2 separate regions of the Zea mays genome follow, and region 2 is linked to region 1. Evidence: chromatin contacts called from public Hi-C data. All regions are on one chromosome and are shown on one strand. The core of a region is the stretch at or near the end of the contact, and the rest is flanking DNA. Distances in the headings are between cores, read along the strand shown. Region 1 holds the start of LOC100282773 (kelch motif family protein). Region 2 overlaps LOC100383583.

Evidence for each region. Hi-C and Micro-C count contacts between places; a contact is called where the count stands out from the background.
Region 2: a contact with region 1 is called in a Hi-C map of endosperm, with 2.6 times the contacts expected there. The contact joins the enhancer-like site here to the promoter of LOC100282773 in region 1. A contact is called at or near these places in 2 of 25 Hi-C or Micro-C datasets (endosperm and leaf).

The regions. Positions count from the first base shown.
Region 1 is chr5:108,406,696-108,411,590 of Zm-B73-REFERENCE-NAM-5.0, reverse strand. LOC100282773 (kelch motif family protein) reads right to left here and starts at 2,378. Exons shown (of 2, transcript NM_001155679.2): 1 at 1,345-2,378. The coding sequence starts at 2,333. It overlaps LOC111589341 (a long non-coding RNA gene), which reads left to right and starts at 3,471. Exons shown (of 4, transcript XR_004849546.1): 1 at 3,471-3,801; 2 at 3,946-4,034; 3 at 4,590-4,659.
Region 2 is chr5:108,572,144-108,577,038 of Zm-B73-REFERENCE-NAM-5.0, reverse strand. It overlaps LOC100383583, which reads right to left. Exons shown (of 6, transcript NM_001362092.1): 5 at 4,818-4,895; 6 at 4,274-4,730. The coding sequence ends at 4,563. Among protein-coding and RNA genes, the nearest start is that of LOC100383583, 32 kb to the right of the region's middle. Within about 2 kb of position 2,013, at least 17 of the 20 cell types and tissues checked have an H3K27ac peak or open chromatin away from gene starts, as enhancers often do. A contact at or near this core is called in endosperm and leaf, where this site is marked.

The DNA of each region.
Region 1 (4,895 bases), core at 1,129-3,628:
TGTTTAGCATCTCTAGGAGCATCTTAGTATATGTTCGGCAGTCCCTTGGGCTATAAATATGTAACCACAACCCTTAGATGGGTATGTCATTGTGTAGTGTGAGAAATAAACAAGAAAAAAATTCTTAACTCGTAGTGTCATCGTCTCGATGAGAGTAAGAGTCACGTTATTTATAGTTTGTAGTTGCAATATGTGTTTATTTGGCAATCAAACAAGACATCATCAGCTCCAAGGGTATTTAGGTCCTTTTACATTTAGAACAGACAACCTTCTTGCAGAAAATTAGGATTGCAAAACACTTAGATTCTTCAGCTAGCAGGTTCTCTAGATAGACCGCTTCTCATAAAAGCTCTACAGAAATAAGTTGTCCCAAAAGGTCCTATGAAATCCCACATCAGCTTTCTACACACTAATAGAATCACCAGACAATGAAAATCTAGTAACCAAACAGAGTTTGCTTCACATGTTCCTCCAATGAATGCTCATAATTGATAATTCTCCATTAGTATTAAAAGGGAGTATAACAAAACTGAAATGTAATGATTCTCCATGAGATATCCCGCACAATATAACACGGTTTCATCAGAGAATAAGCACCAGCATAACAACAATCTAAGAACACAAAACAGGAAGAATCAAAGATATTGTTTTTTTGTCGATTTATATTCTGTCAAACAAAAGGTAGGGCATACTGAACATAATGGCAGGCTACATCTCAGTGGTGGAAACTAGAGCCAAGCGAAGTGAGAGCTGCTCCATGCCAGTCCTCAAGCCCCCCACAAGTACACTCGATTAGATTAATTTGGACACTTTGATAATTAGACAACCAAATAAAAAATAAAGGTAAACAACCACAACAGATGGTTCAGCCTCTTCAGCAACGAACATGTAGTTTGTTTGGTTTGAGGAGCCACTATATCCAAGATGAGGCGATGCATCAAGGGTTCATTCTTCGTAATAGTACTAATTATTATCTTGTGAGGCATGAGGTGATGATGTCATGTATGAATCTATTTTATTCCACAAACCAAACAAAAAAGTGAGGAATGAGTCGATGTTGGACTAACTCATTACTCAAACCAAACACCATATTTATTAGTAATTTAGTACACAAACTGGAGCATGAAAACCACAGAAGAAAAGTCTACACCATGCAGGCAGAAGTAAAAAGTGGGAGAAGTCTACACTATGCAAGCAGAAGTAAAAAGTGGAAGGTAGATTACTTACAATCACTCAAATACAAAATATTACATGAAATTAACTACTAAGTTGAAGCAAACAAAATAACAGGAACGTGTGTGCCAAGAATTACAAGCAAGGAAAGCAAAGAACAATTCCACTGACCTGAAGACATCATTGCCGTCTAGCATGAACACCTCGGTAATTCTTCCATCATCTGCAGATAAAGCTGCAATGGGACCAAGACGCCTCCTCTCCCCTTCCTCCCACATGTCTCCAATCACCCTCCACTTACCACTCCATAGTCCCAACGCCACCGCGTCCCGACAGTACACGTCATTTGGCACCACTCCTCCCAACGTGGTGTATCCATCATAGCCGCCCATCACCCAGAACTCATCCTCACCACCATCCCCTGCTCCGCGTGCCAGGAACCCAACACACCCAGCCCGATCACGAGGCATCGAGGCACCAAGGTGCCACGAGTGCGTGGTGGCATCATACCACTCGGTGCTGCCGGTGCGGCTGCCGTTGGAGGGGAACATGGGGTGTCGGGACCCGCCACCGGCGACGAGGAGCCCGCCAGCACTGGGCGCGTGGGCACACGCGAAGCTTCCCCGCGGGAGCTGCATGTCGGGAAGGCGTTCCCAGCAATGTCGAGAGTTGGCAAGGTCAAGCCGGTAGACCGCCGCCGAGGCGGAGGGTTGCCCCAAAGGGTAGCTGCGGGCGTCGAAGCAAGACCCGCCGAGGACGTAGAGGTGGCGGCCAACGGCGAGGGCGGTAAAGTTGGCGAGGCCGTAAAGCTGCGGCGAACAGGGGAGCGGCGGGAGGGGCCACCAGGTGGTAGGTGCGGCGGGGTCGAGCAGGATCGGGGAGGCGAGGGATGGGTCGGTGGGGAAGAGGCAGAGAAGGTGGCGGCGCGGGAGACGGAGGCTACGGCGGAGCGGGAGGAGCGTAGCCGCAGAGAGGAGCAAGCACCAAGCGCGCGAGGTGGCGCGGAGGCGGGACTGGTCGGGGAAGGTGAGCAGGCAGAGAATGACAGCTGCAACGTCGTCCGGGAGCCCCGGGATTAGCGACGCCGCCGCTAAGGCCGAGCTCGTACGCAAGGCTAGGGTTCCGGCGATGCGGCCGGAGTCAGAGGAGGACGAGGCCATTTCGGTCCCCTCGTCGCAGGATTCCAGAAGAGGTCAGAAAGTATAGTCCGCCTATTTCCTTTTCCTATATATATATATATTATTCTTTAAAGCCGGTTAGAAACGGAGATGCTAGGGCTATCCACGTCGACAGAAAAACTTCAAGCCGCTCGATCATGAATCTACGACGCGGCTCTATCACATTTTTATACCCGGCAGCTCGTGCAGCCACGCAATGCTTCTAGAGAAATCGGCCACCTCCTCTCTCTCCCTCTCCCTCGTATGGCTCGGTCGTCGCCTCGTTTCACCCCGCCCATCATGACCACCGCTCACGGCGCCCTCCCGCAACCCCGCATCTTCCCTCCCTTCCTCCTCCTACCGCAGCTCCAATCCATCTATTCTCTCCTCCTCCGCCTCTGATGACGACACCGAGCACCGCCGCCGCAGCAGCAAGTGCCACCACCACCTCCATCAGCACCCCTCGCGAGCGCACCTTCATCGACGAGTGTCGCCGCCGCGTGCTCCAGCACCTCGGCGTCGCCTCCGACCCACCGCCTCCCCCAACTTGCCGCTCGTCGTCACCTGCCGTGTCTTCCCCTTCCTTGCCACTGGCACCCCCGGAGGAGCCCGGATCCAGCGACGGGCTTGGGAGGCCCTCCCTGGCGCGAAATCCCAGCTCTAGAAACTGGACTACTACGGCACATAGCTCGATTTTCAGAGAGGTGCAGGAGGAGGATGTGGTGCACGAGGTCTGGGAGGGGCTGCCTTCATCGCCGAGGTCGACAAGCTCGCCCCAAGGTTAGCACTTGGCACAATACCAATACATCCATCCATGCATGATAATATTACATCTTTTTCCGAACTATGTGGAGGGCAGGATATATGCAACAATCTGATATTCCATAGTACCTGAACCATGTGGCAACAAGGATAGATTTTCTTATGTTCTCCATGTTATCTACTCAGGTAGAACCAGTCTGGCATACCATCTAACTCATAATATGCACCTGAGCTGTGTAGTCGATGTTACAAGAAGAACGTGAAAGGTGTATTCTATATTTGGAAGCTAACAGCCTAAGACGAGGAAGCCACTGATTGCAACTACTGAAAAGCAAGTGCTACGACGTTATACACCTGCAGTTGTTGAGAAGGTGATCATTTGCGTTTATAATATCTACTTCTTTTATGCAACCTATTGAAGCATGTGATTTTTTTATATTTATTGTTGGGCATGATCCGAAACTTCGTTTTTCTATCAATATCGGGTTCCAGGTAACAAACAGATCTCTGAACTTCTTATTTTCCTTCACGGCTTTGCTTATTTTCTTCATATGTAACTGGGAGAGCTTACTATCTTGCACTTGACCTCCTTCCGCATTCCTACCTAACAAGCAGGGCCATTGTTTTAGTGGAGAAGTACTGAGCTCCTGCTGCTTGAGAACAGGAATGTCCTTGGTTTCTTGAAGAACAATAGCCTGCGAAGCTTCTGGTACACAAGCATCATATTTTGTTTCCTTATGTAACACCTTCGCTAATCGGCGATCAATTTTTTGTGACACCATGCAAGCTAGATGGTGAACTCTATGTGATATCATCTTAACAGGTAGATGATCAACTCTTCCTGTCTCGCTAGGTGAAGGGTCCAGACTTCCCGAAGGAAAGCAACATATACTGCAAATGTTCCTGTTATTAATGCAGTTGATGAGCCAATGCGACATCTAGGTCGGGTAAACGCTCAGTTTCTTACTCTCTCATGTCTTACTTTAAGAAGTTGTGTTGTCAATTATATTTGCTATCCCAAAATATTGTCTGTGACTAACTGATGTTTAGAAATAATGTTTAAAAATGATGAAGATGCAAATATGCACGTCATTGTTTAGCTACCTTCCTACTAGGCATATAAGATTGCTATTGAGCTAATAATAGATCACCTCATTCACCTGCAAAAAAATGACTACATGATCATATATGTTTCAAGTAAAATTTATGGACATTTAGGTTAGCTATCCAAAAATATATATATATTGACCCCCTACAACGATTCCATGTGCCTTGGTGATTACATATTTAATAGACCAATGCAACTCAATGGAACGGAGAGGACGCTAATTGGGACATGTTCCAAAATTAAGAGATGTGTAATCATAACAGTTAATTTAATGACTATTACAGTTGTTTGTTCTGGACACAAACAATAGCATTTATTTACTGCAATATAAGCCAAACCCAACATCTTTTTGTTTGCAATCTACACTCATGTTTTCCCCCTATGAACAGTTATTTACGTGAAAGGTTCTTATTGATGGCATATCCGACATGTTATACGGATCTCCAAAGTTGCTACTTGGTACACCTCGCCTTTCCTTTTTCCTCCACCCCTCCTTCAAATAATTTGCCCGACTTTGTTTAATTCAGATTATTGATTTTACCGATCATATGTGTACATGTTCCTGATCCTAGATACGATTAAAAATTCTGTGCCATAGCATTTTTGCTCTGTGTTCCACGTTTTCGTATGACTTATAATGGGATTATAATATTCAGCTCATGAGCTGACAAAAAAGGTCATGCATTTTTTTTACA
Region 2 (4,895 bases), core at 764-3,263, 170 kb before region 1:
TCAATCTGAACATCAACACTATTGGATGCCCTGCATATGTTGTCCATATTATATGACACAGGCACATCAATCTGAACATCAGCATTATCGATATGTGGAGATCCTGCATCGGGTCGTAGCAAGAAAAACCACATTAAAAAGTCTAATCAAACGAAATAACGATGGATACGAACAATGTGTCGAAGACACTTACTAGGATGATCGTGAACTGGATCATACTCTTGGGGGGGTACCACCGCATTAGAAGCCCCACAAACGCCAGGAATAGGACGAGAAATCCCATACTCGTGCGGACCCGATTGAGCATCGGGCACAACAACGACTTCTTCATGAAGCTCTACCAAAGGAGCTTCAATACGAGATGCATTTGGCAATTGTGGAGATAACCCGACTGGACCTTCGCAATGACTAACAGGTAACTTTTGAATAACCACATCCAAACATGGTGGAACCATCGTCTTCACAATTCTTAAATATATCTCCCAATCATCTTCTGAAGTAATGGAGATCAACCGTCGGACAACTGTTCCATGTGTAATATGGGACAACAAACTCTGCATTGATATTCTAGGGTCGTTTATGTCCCACCTAATCTCCTCACAAGCTCGAGCCAAAAGCTTGTCAAAAGATGGTCTTTCAACGAACAACATGGTCACGATCTTCATACCATCAAAAGTAACACTCCCATAAGCATCTATCTCCACCCTTCCTCCATGGTATAGTGTTACTAGGCTGTCCATCTATTGCAAAAATGGATTACTAACTCAATAATGGCTATATACTTAAGCCTACTAACGTACTAAGTAATAAATATATATTAACTAATAACTATACAGTAAATATTAAATGAACACATCAAACGAAATTACATAATCTATAAATAATGTACGAAAACAATGTATACCTGAACGCGTACGAGTCCAGCTAACGGTGGAGAAGGTTAAGTCGGACAAACACCTACGTACAAAAAAACCAATTGTCAGTAAAAAATTTGGCAGCACCTCCCCTGTAAAGTGATGTTTATAGAACCTGCGAATAAACGACAACACGATGGTTGCCAACACAGAAAACATGTAATATCAATGCGCTAACTATTTTAATAAAATCACTACGAATTTACTAAACACTAACAATATGCTAAGCACTAACAAGAAACTAGCTAACTATTTTAATAAACACTAACAACAAAATTACTAACTATTTACTAAACAATAAACAGTTTACTAACTATTTACTAACTTTTTACTAACTATTTACTAACAATTAACATTAACAACAAAATTACTAACTATTTACTAACTATTTACTAAACAATAAACAGTTTACTAACTAAGAAATTAAAAAAAAATTACCGGCGGCAAGGGGCGGGCTGGGGCGGTGGCGAGCAGGGCGGGCGGCGGCGAGCAGGGCGGTGGCGAGCAGGGGCGCGGCGGCCGCCGGTGGCGAGCAGGGCGGGCGGGCAGGCCGGGCGGGCGGCGGGCAGGCCGGGCTGCCGGCGGCGGAGCTCGGAGCTGGGCCCCCTCGCCGGAGCTGGGCGGGCGGGCAGGCCGGGCGGGCGGCGGCGGCGGCGATTTCAGGCGGGGGCGGGCGCGATTTCAGTGAAAAGAAACAGAGAGCGCGAGGAAGGAGAAAGGTGGCCTGCGGCGGTTATTTCCTAGCTCGGCGCCAAGATCTGTGGCGCCGAGCTAGGTGCCACGCAGGCTTCCAGGTCACACAGCTCGGCGCCATAGGCTGTGGCGCCGAGCTGAACAGCCTATGGCGCCGAGCTAAGGGTCCAAAACTGCATTTAAAATTTTTTTAGGTCTAAACGTGAATTTATTTCTGTTTAAGGGCTAAAATATAAAAAATTCGGTCAGGGAGGTATGGCTGCCACGAATCCTGGGCAGATGCGGAAGATCCCAATGAAATCGAGAGGAGTTTGTTCGCATCCCGACTACGACGAAGGAGACGCGGCTGGAATGTGGGTCCCACGCGGCTGGTGATAGGAGTGAAAGGTATGGGTGGGTGAGATCCTGACGGTGGGGTCCCACCAAACAGCGCCAAGCACATCCAGGCGTGAGCTGGGCTGAGGTTCATGCAAAGTGGGCTCGCGCGGGTAATTGCTATGGGCTGGTTAGAGCGTGGGGATAAGGAGCTGGCCCAGGTTCCGTTTTCTTCCCTTTATCTATTTTTTATTTCTATTCCATTTTAGTTTCTAAATTCAAATTTCAAGTTGAATTTAAATTTGTTTTTTATTCATACTCCATTTAAATACACCAACAAAACTCCGGCACGAATAAAAAATTATTTATATTATTTCATTCCTTTTTGCGTTGCTAGTATATGATCCATGAGAAAAAAATAATTCATCCATATGAATGACTACAGATTTTGTAGATTCTAGTTAATTTCAAATTCAACTTCCAATTTTCAATACCTAAGTTTAACTTTGAATAACTGAATTTTAATAATCCATTTAGTTATTTTAAGGAAGTAATTACAAGGTTAATAAAATCCTTATTAAAAGCATTTTAGAAAAAATCTTTTGAAGCACTTTCCGAATCTCCAAGACCATATTTAGGGTGTTACATATATCTAGCAGATGCGCTTGCGTGCACCCGAGATTTTGATGGTCAACAAGAATGGGCTCACGCTCAGTGTGCCGCGACCATCGCAGGGAGGGTCTACCCCTAAACTGCGCGAATACCAAATAAACCGCCAAGCAATCCACATGTATTGCTCGAGGGCTACATCTGGAAGATACGCTTGCACGCTCCTGAGATTTCAGTCCACAACAAAGTCTCCGTGCAACTCCAAAGAGTTGCACAAAGGCTCATGGGCTACTGTCGGATACTCAGGAACTGGGTACCCGAAATACACCCATGGCCTCTTTAAAAACAGCCCACCTGCCAACCAGGTCTTGGCCAAGCAACCCTGTGAAGCGGAGCGATGGACCAGGTCTCTGTCGAGCAACCTTGCGAGGCGTAGCGGCCGACCAAGTCCCCGTCGAGTAACCAAGCGAGGCAAAGCGGCCAACCAGGTCCCCACTAAGCAACTCGGTGAGGCAGAGTGGCTGACCAACCCCTGACCGAGCAACTCGGAGAGCGCGGAGGTCCCAGTCTAGTACTGCAGACCCGCATCAGCAAGGACAAGATGTGTCATCCCTAGGCCACGTCTGGACATACGTGCGGCACACCGAATGTACGCTGGGAGGTCACTATCCACACAACTGTACACCCCCTCGTACGGTCCCAAGTGTATCCCCACTACCTTGAGGGGCCAGTCAACCCCTGTCATGGGGGCCTTAGCACCGGAGTTTCTACAGTGACTCATATACCAGAAAGGACACGACAAATACACCATACCGGGTGTATGCCTACGCACGCCAAGTGATATAGGGCTCATGACGACAAGCAAAGTCGCGCTATGCACGGCCGCACCATGAGACTGACCCACGAACCCATCGCGCACTACTACGAAGACATTAGTTGTACACTCGCTGCAGGGACACGTATGACGAATGAGCGGGACAATACACCATACCGGAAGTACGGCTACACACGACCCTACGGACACATCATGAGCATTACGTCAACCTAGGGCAACATATTGTTCTCTTACCAGTAGAGAACAAGTCTCCTCTGTAAGGTCCTACACCTTGAGCTATAAAACCTTGAGCTATAAAAGGGAAAGTTCTCCTTCTTCCCACACACGCACCGGTTGTAACACGTCCCAAGGTAATACTACGATCAGTACTGCACTGGATAAGGGCTCGAGATCGAACTAGTATAAACCTTCTGTCTCAGTCTCCACGTTCGAGTCCCAACGATTCACCATTCAGAGTGAGTCCACGCTAGCATCCTTCACCGAACACAAATCTTATTGTCCCCCGATTTCCAAAACTATGACAATACTTTAGATCACTTATGAGTTACAATCCAACCGATAAAGTTTATGTCGCTTACACTCTGAGTTCCTCCATCTTTTACCTCGAGAGAACACCTCAAACGACGGCTACTCTCTCTTTGTTGCAAACACAAGATGTGATTTGTTGCATCAAGTTTTAATTTCAGGATCACTTGATCACAGTGTAAAAATATGAGATGTTCTCGTGTAAATGCTTGTCAGGCTGGCTACCAATCTTAAGCAGAACTTAGTTGATGAGCTCACTATAACAACCAACTTTGTTTAGTTTACCTTTATCAGATGAAAGCTGTCATTTATCCTCTAAGCTCTTTCATACTTACTCATTTATCATTCACTAAGGCTGTGGGTTAAACCTTCTGTTGCCTGTGATCAGCAGGGACTTGCTTCATTTAGTCATTGCAGGGCGTCCAAAGGACGCCACCTGTTCAAGTGTATAGAAGACATAAAACAATGTGGCGAACTCGTCTTCTTTCACTAAAATGAAAATTATACAAACGTAGTACCAAAAGACAACGACAAAATTTTGACTGAACATATATATGCATATATGTATATGAAGCTATCAACACGTGTTGTTATTTCACAAATACCCAATGATGATGACTCCTTCAATCTGCAGGAGCCAGCAGCAGTTTCCTGGCAGCAATGTATCTGCTTCAGCCGCTGTTGGCGACCCACACGATGAGCGATCGGAAGTACTTGGCCATGGCGCCCCTCTGCCACCGGAGCCTCTTCCACCTGCTCCTCAGAAGGACAGGGTGCAGCTCCAGAATGTGCTCTGGCATGAAGTCATGCCTCGTCAAGATGCCGACCACCGGCGACCTCTGCAAATGTATATATCGTCAGGAGCGCGTACATGACATATAAAATGAAATGAAAATCTTGCTTGCTACTAATCAGATTGCACTCACATCGCAGGCCTTGGGCACGACGAGGAGGTGGCGCAGGCCGACCTCCCGGAAGAGCACGAGCGCCTTGGCCAGCGACAT